Linked DNA regions of Mus musculus: regions 1, 2, 3, 4, 5 and 6 are each linked to region 7. A link is a contact called in public Hi-C, HiChIP or PLAC-seq and promoter capture Hi-C data. All regions are on one chromosome and are shown on one strand. Each heading gives the region's core, a stretch centred on a gene start, on an enhancer-like site or on the middle of the called end of the contact. The rest is flanking DNA. Distances are from core to core; before and after follow the strand shown. Region 1 overlaps St6gal1 (beta galactoside alpha 2,6 sialyltransferase 1). Region 2 overlaps St6gal1 (beta galactoside alpha 2,6 sialyltransferase 1). Region 3 overlaps Dnajb11 (DnaJ heat shock protein family (Hsp40) member B11). Region 4 holds the start of Fetub (fetuin beta). Region 5 overlaps St6gal1 (beta galactoside alpha 2,6 sialyltransferase 1). Region 6 has its middle 48 kb from the start of Gm30814. Region 7 holds the start of Rfc4 (replication factor C (activator 1) 4).

Region 1 (2,700 bases), core at 97-2,596, 200 kb before region 7:
CAACCCAATTCATGAATGAACTCAAACTTTAAAAAAAAAAATTTTTTTTTCTTTTAATTATAAAGCACATGAAAATGAATCTGTAGCTCCAGTTTACAAAGAGATATGGATCTGCCTTAATCTTGGACACAAGTTTAGCCAGACAATAACTTGATAGAAAGAGCTAGAGGTTATCTAGTATGGACCATCCCAACACCACTATTCTATTGCAGATGCAGAGAAGAAACAAAAAAGGAAAGAAAATGAATTCTATAATGGATGATGGAAATCAATCGCATTTAGTTTCTAGAAAGGAAAAAAAAATCCTAAAAACCAAAGCTGGGGTGGTACTGGCCATTTTGTGAGCCCCATTAGGGTCCCTGCTGACACAGAGAGACAGAAAATGTGATCTCACCTCCTTCTGGTCTAGAGAGTTCAATTTGGGTCTGCATTCCTTCTTTGAAAGCTTATGCCTGGTTTTAGGCCATCCTCCCTGGCAGTCACCAGGAGAGAATTAAAAGCAGTGACGTCACCCTCCCAGGACCCCAGCCTGACAGCAAGGCTTTCTCCACAGGCAGAGTTCTCTCAAAATAACAAAAAGAAGTGGCAAAGCTCTCAGTTGCAAGTCTGCCAATATGAACGGCCCCTGGCTCTATCGTAGCTGCTAGGGGTTTTAAGAATAGCAAACTGGTGCTTTTGACATGGGGCCTCTTACAGTTAGAGAGCACTCTGGGGATCAGGTGTACTGTTAGAAAAAAAACACAGACAGATTTGCAAACACCTACTCTGTCTGGGTCGCTTTGCAGGCAACTTCAAGGATTCATGAAACACCTGAAATTAGCCTAAAGCTGCCCCAGTTTAAGAATTGCACCTGGAGTGCCTTCAAAGGTCCGTCAGGCAAAAGTTCTTACTGACCAAGTCTGGTAACCTGAGTTTGATCTACACAATCCACACAAAGGTGGCAGGTTAGAACCAACTCAATAGAGTTGTCTTCTGACCTCCATGCCCATACCCAGCACATATACACATGTATACATACACACATAACACACAAACGACACACACCTCACATACATGTACATGCAAACATGCACACTCACACACAGACACACACACACACACGTGTATATACAGACACACACCAAATACTGCTGATTTAATATGGTTTTAAGAGAATTAGCCAAGTGAGACTAAAAGGAATTCGCAGAGAATTAGCCAAGTGAGACTTAAAGGAATTCGCATGTATCAGAACTAGTACGAGGGAGGCAGTTCAAGGGCAAAATGCAAGCTTAAGAGCAGGAAGCCAGTCTCTCAAAACCCACCTGAAGCCACACATGGTGGCTTGCACTTGTAATTGCAGCACTCCTGCAGGAGATGGGAGACTGAGACAGCAGAGTCCCCAGGAGCTCACAGGCCATCTAGCCTGGTGTACCCAGCAAGGGCAAAAAACAAAGAGTCCCTGCCTGAATACAAGGTGAAGGTGACAGCCAGTGTCTAAGGCTGACCTCTGTGACGCGTGGCTGCCCACCTTCCACAGGACTAGAAACAAACAGAAGCTTAGACCCTGAAAACAAGTCCAGTTCTATGCCTCAAGTATTTTCAAATATCACAGTGGACAGCAGTTTTGCTTTTGGCACCACTACAACTCTTTTTTCTTCTCTCTCTTTCTTTCTCTCTCTCTTTCTTTCTCTCTCTCTCTTTCTTTCTCTCTCTTCCTTCCTTCCTTTCTTTCTTTCTTTCTTTCTTTCTTTCTTTCTTTCTTTCTTTCTTCCTTCCTTCCTTCCTTCCTTCCTTCCTTCCTTCCTTAAATGAAACACTCCATAGAATACTGGTGGCACATGACTTTTGTCCCAGCACTGGGGAGGCAGAGACAGGTGGATCCCTGAGTTCAAGGCCAGCCTGGTCTACAGAGCAAGTTCCAGGACAGCCAGGGCTGCACAGAGCAACCCTGTCTAGAAAAAAGAAAATAAAACAAAAGTGAAAGAGAAAGAGAAGGGAGGGAGGGGGAAGAGAGGGAGGGAGGGATGGAAGATATTCTAATAACCACAACTCAGTGTGTGTGTGTGTTGGGGAGTGGGGGGAGATAGGTGAGGAGCCATTAACACCTGATAGCTTCTGGGTGAAGGTCAGTTTTCTCAAGGACTGTGGGACCTGGGAGGCTGATTGTGTTACAGCAGAATACTGCACACAGCCATGTGCATGCAGGCAGCATTAATTTGACACAGCAGGTTATTTTTTAAAAGGCATAAAGTTGGAAAGGGATGTTGTGGGAAAAAAATCTAGGAGGGAGAAGGAGGGAGTGTGTTGAATGCTGTTAAAATATACTATATACACGTGTGAAATTCTCAAAGAATCAATTCTTAAAATTATATTAAAAGAAAAACCACTTAAGCCTGAGTCCCGTCTTTTTAGACATCCTTGGGGGCATTTTTCACTCCAGGAAAGACATCGGAAAACATTGGACTGGGACAACTCTGCCATCTGTAAAGCTATGCTTAGGCTCTGTTCTAGGGCCTTGAAATTCCCCAGTCAATCCTCGGACGACCATCGGCCGCTCAGAGAACAGCTGTACTAGCTGGTTTTGTGTGTCAGGTTGACTCAAGCTAGAGTCATGAGGAGAGGGAGGAAATGTCTCCATGAGATCCAGCTGCAAGGCACTTAAAATTGCAAGACAATTTCAATCCGTGATCAATGGGGGAGGGCCCAGCCCACTGTGGTCAG
Region 2 (2,700 bases), core at 29-2,528, 160 kb before region 7:
ACAGTTCTGTAAGACTGTACTGTTGTTGTGCTTCCAGCTTATAAGACCTTCCTTTCATGCTGATATGAAAATAAAAAGTGACTTCACTTAGATTGAAAAAGGTACAAATAACAGAACTAGAATTAGAAGTGGGAGAAAGCATATATTTTTAAAAAGTCTTTAACTGTCAGGCTCATTGGGGTATAATAATGGCTGCTTAGGAATTGAGTCAGACTAGCTGTTCACAAGAAGAGACTCACAAAAGATATGTTCTGGCCCAGTAGTGGTGCTGCACGCCTTTAATCCCAGCACTTGGGAGGCAGAAGCAGGCAGATTTCTGAGTTCGAGGCCAGCCTGGTCTACAGAGTGAGTTCCAGGACAGCCAGAGCTACACAGAGAAATCCTGTCTTGAAAAAACAAACAAACAAACAAACAAACAAACAAACAAAAGATATGTTCTGAACAAAGGCTAATCAAGCAGTGACCACAGAAACCCCAAGGATTTGGGGAGTGCAGATTCCTTTGTGAAGTGTTCCTTGGAGTCTTCCCTAAGGTGCTGATCAAATGCCTGTGGAGGCAGCCTCTAGCCCAAGCTGGAACAGTGAGAACATCTCCTAGTTCCAAGCTGGAACATCCCCAGTCAGAGCCCAGCTCACAGCGAGTCCAGCCATCAGAGCTCAAGAATCCTCTCTCAGTGATACCACCCTCTATGGGAGCATACAGCACCATCACCCCAGAGACGCCCCCAAGAAGACGGGCTACAATGGGGGTAGAAACAGATTTGCAGGAACCATTTGATGGAAAGACAACAGTGTTTTATGAGTGTCTCATGGGCAGGGGCCATATCTACTCCGCCCTTGCAATCCCCTAAGGAATGCCCACCACCCGCCCCTGCCCCCCCCCCTAGATTCTCAGAAGCTTATTTTTAGTTCGTGGTCTAGTCCTATGTTTAGAATTTTTAAAGACACTTTTAGTTGAGTACCAGTTGAGACCAGGTGCCACCGTGGTCTGCAAATTTCCGTTTGACTCTTTGGGGGTGGATGGGGATAGAGGTGGGGGTAAGGTGGGACCCATGGTTTGATACATGCACAGTTTTCACAACAGAGCCACATTCTCAACATTCCATGATTTGGTTTGACTCACTGGATTCCAGTCCTCAGAATGAATTTGGCCATATAGGGAAGTCGGATGGAGGGGAAGGAGATGGGGAAGGCTAGAACGGTATCTCAGATCACCGAACCTACTGCGCCACAACAGACTGCAGCAACCCTGTCACCTTTGAGAAGGAAGAGAGGAAGCCTACTCCAGCTCCAGCTGCTGTTAGAGGATAGTGATGTGGTTTCTAAATGAAGTGTCCCCATAGGCTTATGTCTCTGAACACTTGGTTCCCCTCTGACGCTGACTGACGGTGCTCTTGGGAAGGTTATGGAGCCGTGGAGGGTGGAGCCTTGCTGGAAGAGGTATGCAATGAGCATAGGCTTTGAGGTTTTATAGCCAGGCCCCACATCATGCTCATGCTCACTCCCTCCTTCCCTTTCCTGCTCCTTCCCCCTTTCCCTCGTTCCCTTCCTCCCTCCCTCTCTCCCCCTTCCCTCTCTCCTTCCCCCTGCTTCCTCTCCCTTTCTCTTACTCCCCCTCCAATCCTTTCTCCCCCTCCCAGCTCACGCACTCTCTCTCCCCTACTTCTCCCTCTCTCCCCCCCTCCTCTCTTTCCAACCCTTCAACCCTTTTCCCCCCTCTCTCCATCCCTCTCTCTTCTCTCTCCCCTTCCCTCTTCTCCTCCCTCCCTCCATCATTCCATCCCTCCTTTTCTCCCTCCCTCCCTCCATCCATCCTTCTCTGTTTCAGAACAATGCAACCTGACAGGCAGCCATGTCCCTGGTGTTAGGCATTTCTTGTCATGATGGAATGTATCCTGTCTGTAACTTTAAGCTAAAAGACATCCTTCCTCCCTTAGGCATTTTTGTCAGGGTGTTTCATCCCAGCAACATAGAAGTAACTGAGAGAGATGCTAAGCAAAGTCAAGTGCACCCCCTTCTGTCTGTCTGTCTGTCTACAAGCTTGATACCTCCAGCTACCGCACTGACCTTATGGGGACAAAGAAAGCATAGAGATTGGTGGCCATCACAGAATGTCTGGAGCAGCTGGCATCCACATCTAGTATGAAGTGAGGCCATCAGCTGAGATCCATGCTTCAAACCTTACAGGTTATTTTTATCTATGAGTCCTGGAAGATGAAGGAAATGATCCCTTGGATGAAGAAACTAAAAGACTGTACAAACCACCCAAAAAAAAAGATCTGTAAGTGCCTTCAGAGTTGTTGTGAGAAGAATCAAAGGGGTCTCTCCATACAGTTTCTTGAGTAAGGAGAAATTTCCCAGTCTGCATTAGAAGCCCCTGTCCTGAACGCTCACACATCCTAGGTGGAACCAGGCCTGGCAGTTCTTCCACAGTCTCTCTGTCCATCTACTTGACCAGGCATAGACTGTCAGAAAGCAGGAACCTCCTGAGCCTTCTCTGAGTCTCAGACACCTAGCACCTTTCTCAGCCCTGGCTTTTGCACATCTGGAATGAATGCTCACAAGTGAGCCGCCTACCAGCAAGTCAGTCGCGCTTCCTAAAATCCAGGTGTCTTAATTAGGGTTTCTATTGCTGCAAGCAACACCATCACCAAGAAGCAAGGTGGGGAGGAAGAGAGTTACACTCAGCTTACACTTCCGA
Region 3 (2,700 bases), core at 158-2,657, 260 kb after region 7:
GAACTCTGCAGGCAGCCTCAGTTTTGCAGATGGTCTGCAAGCTGTGCAGTCCCAGAGTAGCTGATAGCAGCATTCCTGAACTGTTGCCTGTGCTGGGGTGAGCTTGTTGATGCAGCTGCTTTCCCGAGTCATCCCTGCTGCTGTACCTCCTCACTCACACTCCTGTTAGCAACCCCAGGAAGAGCTCGAGTTTACCACGCTGGACTTTTGGTTTGATCAATCATTATTTTGGACTGTTCTCTTTATGGGGTGAGTAGACATGCATTGGTGCCCACAGGGAAGAGCTCTTTGCACAAGCAAGTGGAAATTTCTGGCTTGAAGGAACTTTCTGTGATGACGACTACAACCTCTTAGGGCTCCAACTCCTTTGCAACATCTTGAGTGGATAGATATTTGTCAGTTTATGATGGGAACTTGCTGTCTCAAGAGACCACAATACCCTTGGAGGGCACTTACTTGTGCAAAAATCATGAGCTTTGCTGCCTGGCATTGCGACATGTCACAGTTTAACATAAGGTTTATGCCACTTTGACATAAACCTTTCTGACTCACTTAAAGTGAACTGAAGCTCGGAGCCCAGCAGTAGAAGGAACTCCTTAAGTCACAACAGTCTAGGCAATGAATAAAGATCAGCAAAGACCCCCAGTTCCATTTCTTCACAGCGAGAGCAAGGTCTGTGTGGGCCTTTCTAGTCTCAGCTTTTAGTGAACTGGCTCCTGGAAAAAGCACATTAGCAAGTACGAATAATGACCAGGGTTCTCCTGGGCTACCATAGGCAGCATTCAACAGATAATGTAAAAATACCCTACTGAACTTCTACTTGTGTATAACGTGTGAAAGCCCACTGACCTGAAAGTGTTTACAGATGTGCAAAAGGCACACTGAGCCCCTGTATGTGCATACAGTGTACAGAAAGCCGGCTGAATCCAGGTCTGGGTTTCTGCGGTTTGTTGGATTCTTGACAGTCTCAACCACACCAGCTGCTGCACAGAGGGCAGGGGCGCTGGACTACACCAGTACATCCAAAGCAGCTCCCACACTGCCACAGTAACCCTCAGTCGCACTGAATGAAATACTCAGCTGCGGCAACAAGTCCTGTGTACGGAGCAGCGGAGGAGGAGACTGAAAGGCAAGTGTGCTGAGCCTGCTGGCGTCTGAGTCTGTGCCACTGGAAGACAAAGCCACCTGCAATTCTGCTTCTAATATTTATTCTCTAAAGCTGCCATCTTAGCTCATAAGGCTACCTTGGACAGATACAGAAAAGTACCTTCTAAACAGTAAAATACCCATATCAGATTTTATTATTACCAAAGAAAACGGGAAAATATGTTCTCTCAAAGACAGTGAGGTCTTTGTGTAACTTTAATTCATGTAGCTCAGTCTCTAGTCTACTCGGTTTCTTCGAGCTCGTTGCTATAGACACCATGTGTTTAGTGGGGCCTGGGAGCCGGGCTCTCATCGTTCCTCTGCATGCTGTGTGGCCATCCTGCCTGATGGGAAGACTTCCCATCGGCTCACAGGAAAAAGAAACAGGAGTCAAGAAAAAAAAAATAACAACAAGATGTATTTAAAAACAGACTTCTCCAGTTGGCATTTTGAAATAGCTAACAATTGTCTCTAACCCTCATCTGGTTTCCTTTGCTCGGGCATCCTCTGAGACGTTACTCCTTGAACCTCGGGCAGCACCAGACGTTAAATCCCCAGAGGGGGAGGTATTAGGTAACCTTCTGCTGGCCATTGTTGTCTGAATGCAATAGACAGAGCCTCAAACCTCTAGTTCTTGTCAGGACGGTCATCAGGGAAAAAAGGACTAAGCCAAACTTGCATATTGAAAATAATGAAACACACACACAAAAACCCACTGCAGATAATAAATATCGCTGATCCACCTCTTTCAAAGTCCAGTTCTCTTCGCTCCTAATAGCCCTGCAGCCCGTTGTACACCTTCTGCACGGGGCCTTGTTTGAGAAGCTGCTTGATACCTGCAGAAAGAACGAGTAAATGGCTTCATTAACGAAAACGTGGCTTCTCTGCAGCTTCCAACTTCACAGCGGACACCTCCAAACACACATGTGTGATGCCTTACTTCTTTCAGTCAAGCCCACCTCCCCCCATCTTGTGAAGCCCTGGGAAATGAGATCAGGTAAAAAGGGGGAAGACAATCACCCCAGCTGACTCCACTCCTCCTTCCTTGCCCTTTTGCCAGCTTTCACCGCTTCTACCCATTTCCTTATCGTTTTAAACACTTAGAGCAGGGCACGTGCAGTTGGCGCAGAGAAGTTCACCCTGAGCCTCCTGTCCCTCCCACTGACATCGCATCTTCCCTTCAGTTTGGCCTGGCTTCTTCACCTAAGCGACTCGATTCACAGCCCAGCTCACAGAGCCCTCAAGTGAGCACAGCGACAGCGGGGCTTCTTTGCTTTGCAGAAGGCCTGCAGCCATGTCTCCCAGCTCTAAAGGGTTTTGCTAGTTTCCTTTCAGACAGTCATCCCATACCATGCACACGTGCACACACACACCCCCCTACACACACAAACACACCCACCCCTGTACCTTCTTTTGCTTCCTCTGTCAGCTGTTCTTTTGGAAAGTCCACATCAAAAGTGATTATCAAAGAGCCCTTGATGTTATTGTTATCAAAGTTGGGCAGCCCTTCCCCTTTCTTCCACAGCTTGGCTCCTGGCCTGGTGATCTTGTCCC
Region 4 (2,700 bases), core at 94-2,593, 210 kb after region 7:
CTCCATCTCCACCCCTGCCCAGGCTTTCTGTGTTCAATAGACAGAGGTTCTGCTCTATCCACAGGTACCCATCTGGTAGGCCCTCAATACACAGAGTATCTTGAAGACTCCAAAGCTTTGGGGTCAATACTATTTCAAACACAGGTCCCTACAGCTACTAGAGAATATAAGAGTTTTCCTGAGTAGAGCTTATTTTTAATTCACAAATATATTTTGGAAATGTCTGTGTTTATAAATAAGGACACCAGTCTGTGAGACTTTTCATGGGAACCTGATAAGAGGGCCCAAATATTTTGGATGGAAAGAAATGCTCCTCTGGTCTAGATGAAAATCCAATATGCAGTAAGCTATGGCTGACACGAGTGAACCAAGCAAAAGAAGGCTGTTAACATTGCTCAAGTTCCTAAATTTACTTAAAACATTGATTACATATTAAACTTAAATATGCTGACTTATGTTTTTAGCTAACATTGAAAAGTTAATTTTATAATAAACTTACTAAAAAACTTAAATTTATGATGCTAAATGTAATTGTATTATAGTTGAGCAGAACACAGATTCCTTCCCCCCCACCCCACCCCCCACCCCATTTGATAGCTACTCATAGACAACTAGGTAACAGCATCCACTCACTAACTTAGTGGTAGTATAGACACTCACTGAAAACTCTAAAGAAAACTTAGCCAAGTCCAACCAGGGGAGAATACTAGGGCTCAGAAAGGGTAAAAATCCTGAATGAATCAATACAAGAAACAGCACAGGAGCCTTCCCTTTTAGAAGATTTTCATCAAAGCGAGTGAGATGGCTCAGCCCCTAAAGGTGCTTGCTGCCAAGCCTGGTGGCCTGAATGTAACTCCTGATACCCTCACAGTGAAAGGGAAGAACCGACTGCTGAACGATGTCCTCTGACCAGAGTGCAGTGTCATCTGCACTCTGGCCCACCCACCCCACCTCTGCACAAAAATAAACAAATAAATGTAAAAATATTTTTGTCACCACACAGATGCTTAGAACACTGTGTGAGCTACTCTTTCAGCTACCAACCAGCCGATGTGGAGAAGCCACTTACCCACTGTAAGCCACTCTGCCAAATCTGTCAAATGCACTAATCATGACCCTGCACCAGAAATCGCAGAAGGCTAGACGTTGTTAGATGTTGTGTAACACAGCAGCTACCTGTGACTCACAGGTTCTGGCTGAGCCACTGCACAATGTCAGGAATCAAGGTAAGCTGTCCGGAATCAAGAGCTTTGCAAGTCTGGTGTGCTTTGAACACGTTCCCAAAGCTCAGAAAACGAACGCTTATGAAACCTGTGGAGAGGTGGCGCCTTTACAGAGATTAAGTCCCAAGGGCTCTGTTCTCAGGGGTGGGGCATGCCCATGTCAGGGGAGTACATTTGTTAGGCAGAGTTCTTCCTCCTGCCTCCCGCCTCCCGCCCACGCATGACGCAGCAAGAAAGCTGTTCCCAGAGGCCCTCCAGGCCTCCAGAAGGGTGAGAAGGATCCGGTGACAGCAGCACAGCACAGGATGGACCACATTAATAAGAAGCCACGCCCACTTTTTAGTCTTCCGTAAACAAGTGGTTAGTAAAGATTGATTATGAAACCCAAATCTGAAGATTACAGTTCTACAGAAGGGAGCTCTTGGTTGTGTTTTCTTTCTTTCTTTCTTTCTTTCTTTCTTTCTTTCTTTCTTTCTTTCTTTTTTCCAATTTAGAAATATCTTTAAAGACCTGTTTTTCTGGGTTGGCTCATGCCACGTGTTGTTTAGAATGATTCCAACCCTGAGTTACCAAATTTTTTTTCCCCCACACGCTCCCAGTTGTGTTTTCAAATGGGAATAATTCGAGAAAAATGGGTATCGAAGCCAGAAATGGCTACTTTAAGAAAAACAACACAAATTGGGAGACCATTAGATTGTGGAGGCTCTGGAATTTAAATCTCTACCAAATAAACAAACAACAAACAAATAAATAATAACCTCAAGACAGGAGCTTTCTACACTAACCAATAAAATTCATTTATCTTCCCTTCTTTCTACAGCTAAATTGTACAAGTTTACCCTCCCACAATACTGGGACTCATAAATTAATGAATGCTTTAATTTTTTTCAATTTAAATGTGCTTAAGTTTTCCTTTATCAGTTAAAAAAAATCAGATATCCAAACTCTGAGGTTCAGCAGAGATTTAGTTTCAGCCAGCAGTGAACATACCTCTGTCGGGTCTGGGCTGGAGTGTCCAATGCCTGAGGAAATGTACCCAGTACACTTAGGTAGAAGCCATTGGTGCAATTTTAATGAAAGACAGATGCAAACGGGGTAAAAAGATGCTGTAAGGATGCTAAATCACATGGTAAACTGAACTTTGACCAGGACCCTGCTTCAGCCCTGGTCTGCGTGAGCTAGGCTAGCGATGTAACACTTAAGCCCAATTTCCTCAACTGTGTAGGGCTTTCAACCATGCGATTACTAAGGGCCCGTTTAGCCCTGATGGGAGGGCACTCTGCCCCCCTCTCTGCACAGGGTGCCATTCCATCTCTAGCAGGGGCAGCTCCTAGAACCTGGCTCTACGGAACTTGAATCACACAGATCTATCCACCATGCCCCCCGGGGGAACGTGATCCTATTGCATCATGAGTGAGATTTCCGGAACTTGAATCACACAGATCTATCCACCATGCCCCCCCGGGGGAACGTGATC
Region 5 (2,700 bases), core at 79-2,578, 220 kb before region 7:
GTGATTGTTGGATACAATAGATGGACACAGTCTCCTTATTGTGTGTTATTTCAGGGGAACTGTAAGAGGCATGTAGGTCCCTGTGCTCACAGATAAACACAGGGAAGCCAGGAATGTTAAACACACAGGGCTGTCTCTGCAAAGGGAGAGATGTAGAACTGTTTCCATCTTGAAGGCTGGGAACGAACATAGTGACCATAGAGGTAGACTCACTATCTGTGTTATCTGCATGCCCAGGCTGCACTGCCCAATCCCTGGCCCTTACGTTTATCTTAAACCATTGCGTTGTCCTCCCCCAGGCCCGTCATCATGAGCTTGCCTCCCTTGAGCCTGCTTCCTTGGTTAATCTATAGAACCTATCTTTATGCAAGATGCCGCTTGTACTTTACAAGGGTTCCGATGCAATCATATTTTAAGCTTTGTTATACACACAGGATTTGAGGGCTGTACTTAAATATGCCTAGAACTACCTGGTGTCAGACACCTGAAGTCTGAACCATCACCAGTTCCCGAGTCACGAGGAACTGAGTTTCTGGCTGGCCTTGGTGGTCACAAGAGACCCCTCACAGGCAACAACTTATGTGGTTTATGTAACTTTCCATGCAGGAACACATGAAACTAATCTAATACTGAGGGAACAATGGAAAAACCCAAGTAAGATTTAAAAAAAAAAAACAACTATAATTTTTCAAAATGTAAATATGCTAAAATATTAAAAGGAACTTTGAATATATTTACATTAAATGGGGTTAAAGGGACAAAGCTACAGAATGCAGGATCTGTGTCTGAGTTAGCACCCAAAAGGAAATATGAACCTGGGCTTTCCTACAGCACACGCCCAAGTATTTAGGGCGTGGTATCTATCACATGTTCAACATGTTGATACTCTTCCGAAGAGTCCGAGGCAGGAGGAGAGTGAGCTTGAGTCTAGCCTGGGCTATATACACAGGAAAATTCTGTCTTGAAAAATCAAATTAAATTAGTCAGTCAAACAAAATACGATAAAAGATCAGACTACATAGCAAATGGCATAAATTGCTGTTCATAACTGAGTCTGGATAACAGCATACACACTCTTTGTTTGAGATAGTCTTGTAATATCTCCAAGTTTCATAAAGTGTTAAAGTAAACAGAAGGAATCTAGAGCCAGTCCTTGGGTGAGCAGAAGGTTATCTGGCAGCTTGTACTTCTGGGTAGTCAAGGGGGAACTTCACTGGCTTGACAGAAACAGGACATTTTAAAGAGATACATCCTTTTGTATGTCCTTGAGGGAGTTTCCAGCCACTTTTAACTGAAGAGGAAACTCACTCTAAATGCGGCTGAGGAACTTGAGAAAGCAGGCTGAGGACTGGCTCTCCAATCTGCTTCTGGTCACTGGCAGGGACTGAGCCATTCCTGCCACAGTGCTCTCTCTGCTAGGATGGGCTACATTTCTCTGAACGGAGTCAAAATTAACCCTTTCACTTTGGGCTGCTTTCAGTTTCAGCGAGGAGAACACAGAAACATAACCTCACCTGGCGTCAACTGAACGTCTCCTAAGGTTATTCATAGCCCTTTGATATAGTAGGGCACGAAATGACGAAGGTACGAGCTAAGAAATAAGGAAAGTGATAACCAAGGTAAAGGGGATGAGAAGACCAGACACAAGGAGGAGTCCTTAGAAAGCCAGGGGAGAGCTTTGGACCAGCTGTCAGAGGGGCTGTGCCCTATGCAGGTTCTGTTGCTACTTTTGATGCAATTTGTACAAGCTGCCTTTCGCCTCCGCCATCCTTCCCACGCTTGTACAGTGAAATGGTAGGGTAAGACCCTAGGTAGAAAACTGATAGTTCTCTTTTACTGTTGTTGGCTTCTGAACTCCTGGACTCTTCACAGTCTCTCAGGCAGAGAGTAGTCAGTAGGAACAAGTGAAATTCAGCAACAGTTTTCTATCTCCTAAGTCTCCATGATTTCCAATAACCATTTGAATCACCACAATGGAACTGGCATCCCTAGAGACTCTATGGACACTACGACAATGAGGAACTATTAGGAACAACTTCACTCCAGTTACTTAAGTAACTTAGAAGAAATATGCACATTCTTTAAAAGACACCTCCCAGTGCTCAGACAAAAAGATATGCCATATATCAAAGACGATATGCCATATATAAATTGAGCTTATTGCAGGAAAGCTTTCTACAAGAACAAAATAATAATTCTATACAAAGTCTTCCAGGAAACTGGAGACAATGGACCAGTTCCCTCTGTGAATAGATCTTACTCTGTCATCAAATACCAGTCTTCTCCTGGCTGCCTAGAACAAGATGTTGAACTCCCATCTCCTCCTGCACCATGCCTGCCTAGACACTGTCATGCTCCCACCTTAATGATAATGGACAGAACCTCTAAACCTGTAAGCTAGTCCCAATTAAATGTTGTCCTTTATAAAACTTGCCTTGGTCATCATGCACCGTGTCTCTTCAAAGTCATGGGAACCCTAAGACACCTGCCTATGTGATATTTTAGCAATGTACTGAAAAACATGTGGATTTATGACTTTCTTTCTCCTGGTACTATACAAACTTTATGAAACCATTTCCACACGTGAATATGAAATTTGTTCCTAGACTATGGTCACTCATACTGGCCCAAGAAGAAATTTACGGATGGTCTCCTTTGAGGTAAAAGCAGTGTTTCATGCACTGACCAAGTCTTTAGGAA
Region 6 (2,700 bases), core at 38-2,537, 250 kb before region 7:
ATGAGGTTCTGGATGCTGTCCTCTGCGTGAATTGAAACCAAGGAGGCACCGAATCATGCACAGCTCCATCTAATCCACCTGGGTCAAAATCAGTCTGCTCAACTTAACGTGTTTCTTACTTTTTATTAATTTCATCTATCTCCCCCTCCCCCGAACTATTTAAGGAAACTTGCTACTTCCTAGTTTGTAAGAAGGGAGGCTGTCCATAGGGAAGATAAGAAACCAGGAGAAGAATAGTCAGAAAATGTTGTAGACAAGTGTCAAATGGTCAAAGAACAAGATTTTTCAGAAAAAAAAAAAAAAGTGAGTGATAAGACCAATTAGTGTCATTTCACACTGGTGGAATGTATACTTTACAAACTCACAAACTCAAAAACTCAAACCTTCAAACTCTTGCCTTGTGGGTCTAAAACCTTTATTTCCTAAGACGTATAACCCCATCAGAAGATGCATTAAGAACCCCATTAAACTTCACGCTCTGGCTGCTCATTGGTTACTACCTGTACACTAAAAGATACTGTCCTTCTCTACTAAGAGGGCAGTTGGCTCTCAGCATCATTGTGAGCACTGGCTCACCGTTAGAGCTGTGCTACATAACGGAAATGGGGAGAGAGAGAGATGTGCTTAGTGCTAGGCAGCTCTTTTCATGAAACTTCTTTCCACTGCTAGCATCAAGCTTGAATGGGTCACTACAGCAGCTATGGTTTGGATAAATATGGCAAGCATAGGCTCAGACCTTCCAGCTCTAAGGTCCAAGTCCCAGGACCCAGAAACCATCTGAACCATTAGGAGTAGTGGCTAAAGGCAAGAAGGAATCAAAGGAAAATAACAGAGGAGAAAAGAATGATTACTGAGATCAACTGTAATGGTGGAGGCTATGGCTTACACCATTAATACAATTCTTGTAAGTGCCTGAATCTTCCAACCAGAGTTTTAGGATGATCTGAAAAGACAGAATGATTTTGAGGATGGAGAGAAGCCAGCCTGTGTGCGCAATATAAGATAACCATGTGAACTCTAGTGGAAAACTGTTGGTATGTCTCCAGACCCTCTCAGTGTTCTTTCTCGGTTCTGTGCACGCACAGCACAGCTCTGCATGCTCTGACTTGAGGTTGAAGTGGAAATTCGTGGTTTCTTTAACAACTCAGTTGTGCCACGTGATGTTTTTTTCTGGAAGCAGTCTTGTGAGAGGGCATGTGATATTTTACTGAAAACAGACACTTTGAGAGGGTGTGTGGTGTTTAGAAAGAATATAAATAGAACCCCACAGTCAGTGAGAAGAGGTCCTTGCTCTGCTCTTGTGCAATGTTTTACTTCTGCACTGGTCGTCACTTCATGGAGAGAAATGCACCAAAGAGCTTCTTGTGCTGTTTTCTCTGATCCTGGCCTCTTAGGCTGACTCCTGCTGATTCAGCTGAGCCTTGCTGTTTCTGTTGGGTCGAGCTGCTGCCACTACTGTTTCATGTTTGGTGTTTGCTATTGAGCTGGACTGCTGACATGCCGACAATGAAGAGTGGAATCACCCCCCTCAGAACTACTTTTAAACCGGTCTACAACACCCTTTTCCTGTTAACTTTCTTTCTCCCCTTCATCTGGTTGGTGGGCTAGAAGGAAGGTTGAAGCGTTTAAGAACCCTAAATAAAGTAGGTTTTGAAAAAAACATCTAAGCCTATATAAGATATTAACAGGATCGATCTTGGGTATAGGAAATTGTGATCTTGGTTGTCAGTTTGATTGGACCTGAAGTCAACTAGAAGACTTCTGGGTGGATCTGTGAAGGTTACTCCAGGATCAACTGAAGGATAAGCCCCTCACCCAGAGTGGGCAATAGTGTCCAGTGGTTGTCCAGGTATAAGGAGATCAGAAAGAAAAGCAGCACTGCCCACTGATCTACCTTCACTTTCTGGTTGTCATTGGCAGCTCGGGAGTGAGTCCATCCTACTACTCTTAGTTACCACCATTCTCCTCTGCCTGCCATTCACAGCTAGCATCTTTGGCTTTCCTATTGACCGAAGAGCAGCATCTCCCCAAGGATCCTCCAGGCCTTCAGTGCCAGTCTGGTACTGCTGAGTCATCGGAATTGTGGACTGAGCCTCTATCTAGTGCATACTGTGTAATCCAGCCTAATGAGATGCATTGGTGCTGTTCCTCTAGACAGCCCTGACAAACACAGAACATTGTAGGCTTGTTCTACTACGTGGATGCCCTACCCAAAGCAGCTAGGGATTTTTCATCTCCACAAATCCAAGGGTTCTTATTGCCAATTACTAGTTGGTGGACTCCATAAGCTTGTTTTCCTTGTTTCTAGACAAGTTAAGGTTCAATTTACACTCCTGTGTTTTCCTTAGGATCAGATGAAGGCTGGAATTTCATCTGAAAGCGTTTCTTTGATGGCACTTTATGTCTTTATCATGCATCCAATTCTTATTTGCATAGGTGTCCAACCTTTCCACATGAACCTGTCCAATGAAAAGAGGTAGTCCATGGTTTTAAGACATTTATTGTCATAGCGGAAAATGGATGAGAAAACCATACCCCACGTCTTGAGTGGGCCTGAGGTTAAACACCTTTTGCAGGGAGGAGTGTCTGGGAAGGGGAGTTTATTGGCTAAGCCTCCAGGCCTTTAGGTACCTCGTTAAAATGGAGATCTGTCTTGAGCCTACGTTGCCACAGGTCATGTCCTCTACCTGTGGAAGGGCT
Region 7 (2,700 bases), core at 162-2,661:
ACATTGAGGTTTTCCATCTGAGGTTTGGAGGAAGCAGAAACATTATGTCCACTAACCACAGACCTTATAAATACATAGTCCCAGACACCAGAGATTCTGACCTTGTAGGTCTGTTTTGGGACTGAAAGTGTACTTCTGCCAAACCCTGCACAGGCTTCTGATGAAATGCAGCCTTTTAGAATTTTGGTTCTAGAAAATGAGCACAATTAGACAAATTCTACTTCTGGTGGAAACAATGACATTTCATCCACTGTAGGGCAAAGGTTAGTTGAACCCCCTGAGGGCTCAGGGGTTCTATCCAGGAAGGGTGACTATCTTTCACTCCTGTGGCTGGCAAGTTCAGCTCCCAGCAATGCAGTTACTGGAGCAGTCGTCGCTGTTGGACTCGTGTGACAACCACCTCTGCTACCAAAGCTACACTAGGAACTTATTATGCTAACATGAGGACATCTAAGGGCAGAGGCTGGCTAAGAACTGAAAGATTCATTTGGACTAGTAAATCCTTCACAGGACAAGCTGTCTGCTGACAGTTGGTATATACTACAAAGCTTTCAAATTCTTTCTTTTTCGCTTGGTCCACCCCCCCCCCCCCCCAAGATGCTGGAACGCAAACTCCAGTCCTCTGGGAAAGCAGCAAGTCCTTTTAACTGATGAGTTTATCTCCTGCCCGATCACGAGGTTTTTGAGTGGGTCTCGGGAATTACAAAATGCCCATAGAAGATGGTCCTCCCTCCCTACAATAAGCTGATTTTACTGACTGTAAGACATCTGTCCCGGGCTGTGTGTGTTTAAGTATTCCGCTTGCGTGCAAGTACGTGCAGCACACGTATTCAGGGTCTGCAGCCCTGAAGGGAACGTTGGACCCCTGAACTGGAGTTCCAGTTGTGAGCCACCAGATGGCTATCAAAACCCCAAGTATCAAACCGAAGTCCTCCACAAAAGCAGTGAATGCTCTTAAACCGCTGAGCCTTCTCTCTAGCTTCACTTCTAAAAAGCAGTTTGCTCTGTGTCCTTGAATATCGGGGGCAGGGCAGTAGTTCGCACAGTGTCCCCTTCCGGCGAAGGGTCAAGTGAGCACGTCTTGGCCCTGACCTCCGGGCTGACGGACGATGGCAGCAAACCCAAGAAGCCACTGGCTTAATGAAAGCCTCTCCCAGCGTGGGCCCGCCCTAGGCCCGGTCCTTCGAGCAAAGCTTTCTCCTTAGGTCGGCTCCTCCCCGACCGCGCTCTGCAGTGTCTGCTGGGCCGAGGTCTGGCCGCGGAGTCTACACAGGATCACCTCCGCGGAACGCCCCAGATGCACCCAGAAGCCGAGCTTAGCCACCGCTAGCCAAAAAGGGAGCGCGTCACTGGCACCCGCGCGCCGGAAGTGACGTTATTGCGTGGCGCGCTCCCGCCATGCCTTTCGCCGCCGTTCTGTGGCGGGAACCGCGGTGCCAGGGGGACGGTGACGACTGTAAGTGATGGGTCTGAGTGTTCTCAGCCTTTTACAGGCTGGCGGGGACCGGGATGTGACCTCCGCCTTCCCTCTAGGCACAAAGTTAGGGGTCCTTTCAAGGGGAGCTGCCCCATAATGGTTTCTTTTTGTCTTATACCCAGGAGAAGAAGCCATGCAGGCATTTCTGAAAGGCACATCTGTCAGTGCCAAAGCACAACTGACCAAGGACCGGGGGACACCTGCCACTGCAGGAAGCAGTGGAGAAACCAAGAAAGTCAAACCAGTTCCTTGGGTGGAAAAATAGTAAGAACTGCTTGTACTTTTGTTGAAATAACTAATAAGTGCTAGTGGGGTTTTTTTTTTAATGTAAGGGGGACTTTGCTATATTTAGATCACACCTTTGAGGGGTAGGGGGACGCGGTATCACCCAATAATAAGTCTTAGTCCTTGGAGTGATACAGTAGTTGAATTTAATTCTTTAGTTATATAGATGACCTAAGATGTTTATAAAGTGTACAGTTTTAGAGCCCTACAGAAACGAAGAAAGCAATGTTTCTGTGAGCTGGCTATAAACACTTCCACTGAAATCTGACTTTTATCCTTGTATGTATATGGTGAAATTTGTTGGGATCTTGTTGTTGATGTTAAGTACCACTACATTGTCATTTGCTAGATGATACTAGAACCGTCAGCTACGTGGAACCTCTTTGATCACTAAGGATCTTCAGGTTATTTACAAGTCAAACAAGGTCCTCGTGTGTGTTATTTTGCTGTTTCAATATTATTGAGAAGTTCAAATATGAGTACTTCATCTATATCACCCCTCTTCCTGCCCCCAACTCATCCCATAGCCGTCCCCGCAGCAAAGCAAGTGGTGGTCCCATTCAGATCATCGGGCTTTGAAAGCTCGCACTTACCTGTTGGGAATCTCGCTAACCTTAATCTAGGCAAGCACTCTACCACTGTTCTATACTCCGGCCCATAGATCTATAGTTTTCACATGTTTAAAATTTATCGTTGAGGAAGGAGGATGCATGCCATCACAAGCATGCTTCGACTCCCAGGTGGAGTAAGTTCTTAGCTGCCCTGTGTATTCCGTGTGTCAAACTTGGATCATCAGACTTGGCAGTAAGTGCCTTTGCCTGCTGAGCCATCTTACCACTCCAAAACTACCTACCTACCTACCTATCTATCTATCTATGTGTGTATATGTATGCATGTGTGTGTATGTATGTGTGTGTATATATATATATGTATATGTA

What was found. Promoter capture Hi-C pulls out the DNA fragments that hold promoters and counts their contacts. A called contact is a pair of places that touch in the nucleus more often than the background predicts. HiChIP or PLAC-seq counts read pairs in DNA pulled down with a chosen protein or histone mark.
Region 1: an H3K4me3 HiChIP or PLAC-seq map of the SCID.adh cell line shows a contact between it and region 7, with 15 read pairs. The contact joins the enhancer-like site here to the promoter of Rfc4 in region 7. A contact is called at or near these places in 2 of 39 promoter capture datasets (both in the C10 cell line), 1 of 484 Hi-C or Micro-C datasets (myeloid progenitors), 4 of 115 datasets of contacts at active chromatin or transcription factors (the 230-238 cell line, the SCID.adh cell line, bone marrow-derived macrophages and 1 more) and 3 of 9 other capture datasets (adipose tissue, liver and pancreatic islet).
Region 2: a contact with region 7 is called in a Hi-C map of B cells, with 46 read pairs. The contact joins the enhancer-like site here to the promoter of Rfc4 in region 7. A contact is called at or near these places in 3 of 39 promoter capture datasets (the C10 cell line and macrophages), 1 of 15 datasets of contacts at CTCF or cohesin (the NIH/3T3 cell line), 3 of 484 Hi-C or Micro-C datasets (B cells, bone marrow-derived macrophages and pre-B cells), 4 of 115 datasets of contacts at active chromatin or transcription factors (the 230-238 cell line, the SCID.adh cell line, microglia and 1 more) and 4 of 9 other capture datasets (adipose tissue, liver, macrophages and 1 more).
Region 3: a contact with region 7 is called in a promoter capture Hi-C map of hippocampal neurons, with 3 times the contacts expected there. The contact joins the enhancer-like site here to the promoter of Rfc4 in region 7. A contact is called at or near these places in 21 of 39 promoter capture datasets (the 3T3-L1 cell line, the C10 cell line, the HPC-7 cell line and 10 more), 4 of 15 datasets of contacts at CTCF or cohesin (the NIH/3T3 cell line, embryonic stem cells and large pre-B cells), 181 of 484 Hi-C or Micro-C datasets (the AtT-20 cell line, B cells, the C10 cell line and 94 more), 34 of 115 datasets of contacts at active chromatin or transcription factors (the SCID.adh cell line, T-cell acute lymphoblastic leukemia, acute myeloid leukemia and 22 more) and 5 of 9 other capture datasets (adipose tissue, embryonic stem cells, embryonic tail and 2 more).
Region 4: an H3K27ac HiChIP or PLAC-seq map of embryonic stem cells shows a contact between it and region 7, with 2.4 times the contacts expected there. The contact joins the promoter of Fetub here to the promoter of Rfc4 in region 7. A contact is called at or near these places in 5 of 39 promoter capture datasets (the C10 cell line, embryonic stem cells, frontonasal cranial neural crest and 1 more), 1 of 15 datasets of contacts at CTCF or cohesin (the NIH/3T3 cell line), 1 of 484 Hi-C or Micro-C datasets (embryonic stem cells), 5 of 115 datasets of contacts at active chromatin or transcription factors (all in embryonic stem cells) and 2 of 9 other capture datasets (adipose tissue and liver).
Region 5: an H3K4me3 HiChIP or PLAC-seq map of bone marrow-derived macrophages shows a contact between it and region 7, with 3 times the contacts expected there. The contact joins the enhancer-like site here to the promoter of Rfc4 in region 7. A contact is called at or near these places in 3 of 115 datasets of contacts at active chromatin or transcription factors (the SCID.adh cell line, bone marrow-derived macrophages and pro-B cells) and 2 of 9 other capture datasets (adipose tissue and liver).
Region 6: an H3K27ac HiChIP or PLAC-seq map of microglia shows a contact between it and region 7, with 7 times the contacts expected there. The contact joins the enhancer-like site here to the promoter of Rfc4 in region 7. A contact is called at or near these places in 2 of 39 promoter capture datasets (the C10 cell line and liver), 1 of 484 Hi-C or Micro-C datasets (bone marrow-derived macrophages), 4 of 115 datasets of contacts at active chromatin or transcription factors (the SCID.adh cell line, bone marrow-derived macrophages, embryonic stem cells and 1 more) and 4 of 9 other capture datasets (adipose tissue, liver, macrophages and 1 more).

Annotation. Positions count from the first base shown.
Region 1 is chr16:23,321,932-23,324,631 of GRCm38.p6, reverse strand. All of the region lies in intron 4 of St6gal1 (beta galactoside alpha 2,6 sialyltransferase 1), which reads right to left. Among named protein-coding and RNA genes, the nearest start is that of Gm30814, 3.4 kb to the left of the region's middle. Within about 2 kb of position 1,346, at least 19 of the 459 cell types and tissues checked have an H3K27ac peak or open chromatin away from gene starts, as enhancers often do. A contact at or near this core is called in the SCID.adh cell line, where this site is marked.
Region 2 is chr16:23,283,204-23,285,903 of GRCm38.p6, reverse strand. All of the region lies in intron 2 of St6gal1 (beta galactoside alpha 2,6 sialyltransferase 1), which reads right to left. Among named protein-coding and RNA genes, the nearest start is that of Gm30814, 42 kb to the left of the region's middle. Within about 2 kb of position 1,278, at least 51 of the 459 cell types and tissues checked have an H3K27ac peak or open chromatin away from gene starts, as enhancers often do. A contact at or near this core is called in the 230-238 cell line, B cells, the SCID.adh cell line and 1 more, where this site is marked.
Region 3 is chr16:22,870,953-22,873,652 of GRCm38.p6, reverse strand. It overlaps Dnajb11 (DnaJ heat shock protein family (Hsp40) member B11), which reads right to left. Exons shown (of 10, transcript NM_001190804.1): 9 at 2,554-2,700; 10 at 1,188-1,982. The coding sequence ends at 1,918. Among named protein-coding and RNA genes, the nearest start is that of Dnajb11, 14 kb to the right of the region's middle. Within about 2 kb of position 1,407, at least 5 of the 459 cell types and tissues checked have an H3K27ac peak or open chromatin away from gene starts, as enhancers often do. A contact at or near this core is called in hippocampal neurons, where this site is marked.
Region 4 is chr16:22,918,865-22,921,564 of GRCm38.p6, reverse strand. It overlaps Fetub (fetuin beta), which reads right to left and starts at 1,343. Exons shown (of 8, transcript NM_021564.2): 1 at 1,070-1,343.
Region 5 is chr16:23,345,544-23,348,243 of GRCm38.p6, reverse strand. The region is part of intron 5 of St6gal1 (beta galactoside alpha 2,6 sialyltransferase 1); the gene reads right to left. Among named protein-coding and RNA genes, the nearest start is that of Gm30814, 20 kb to the right of the region's middle. Within about 2 kb of position 1,328, at least 11 of the 459 cell types and tissues checked have an H3K27ac peak or open chromatin away from gene starts, as enhancers often do. A contact at or near this core is called in bone marrow-derived macrophages, where this site is marked.
Region 6 is chr16:23,373,643-23,376,342 of GRCm38.p6, reverse strand. No RefSeq gene overlaps it. Among named protein-coding and RNA genes, the nearest start is that of Gm30814, 48 kb to the right of the region's middle. Within about 2 kb of position 1,287, at least 54 of the 459 cell types and tissues checked have an H3K27ac peak or open chromatin away from gene starts, as enhancers often do. A contact at or near this core is called in adipose tissue, bone marrow-derived macrophages, macrophages and 1 more, where this site is marked.
Region 7 is chr16:23,126,441-23,129,140 of GRCm38.p6, reverse strand. Rfc4 (replication factor C (activator 1) 4) reads left to right here and starts at 1,411. Exons shown (of 11, transcript NM_145480.1): 1 at 1,411-1,456; 2 at 1,600-1,741. The coding sequence starts at 1,611.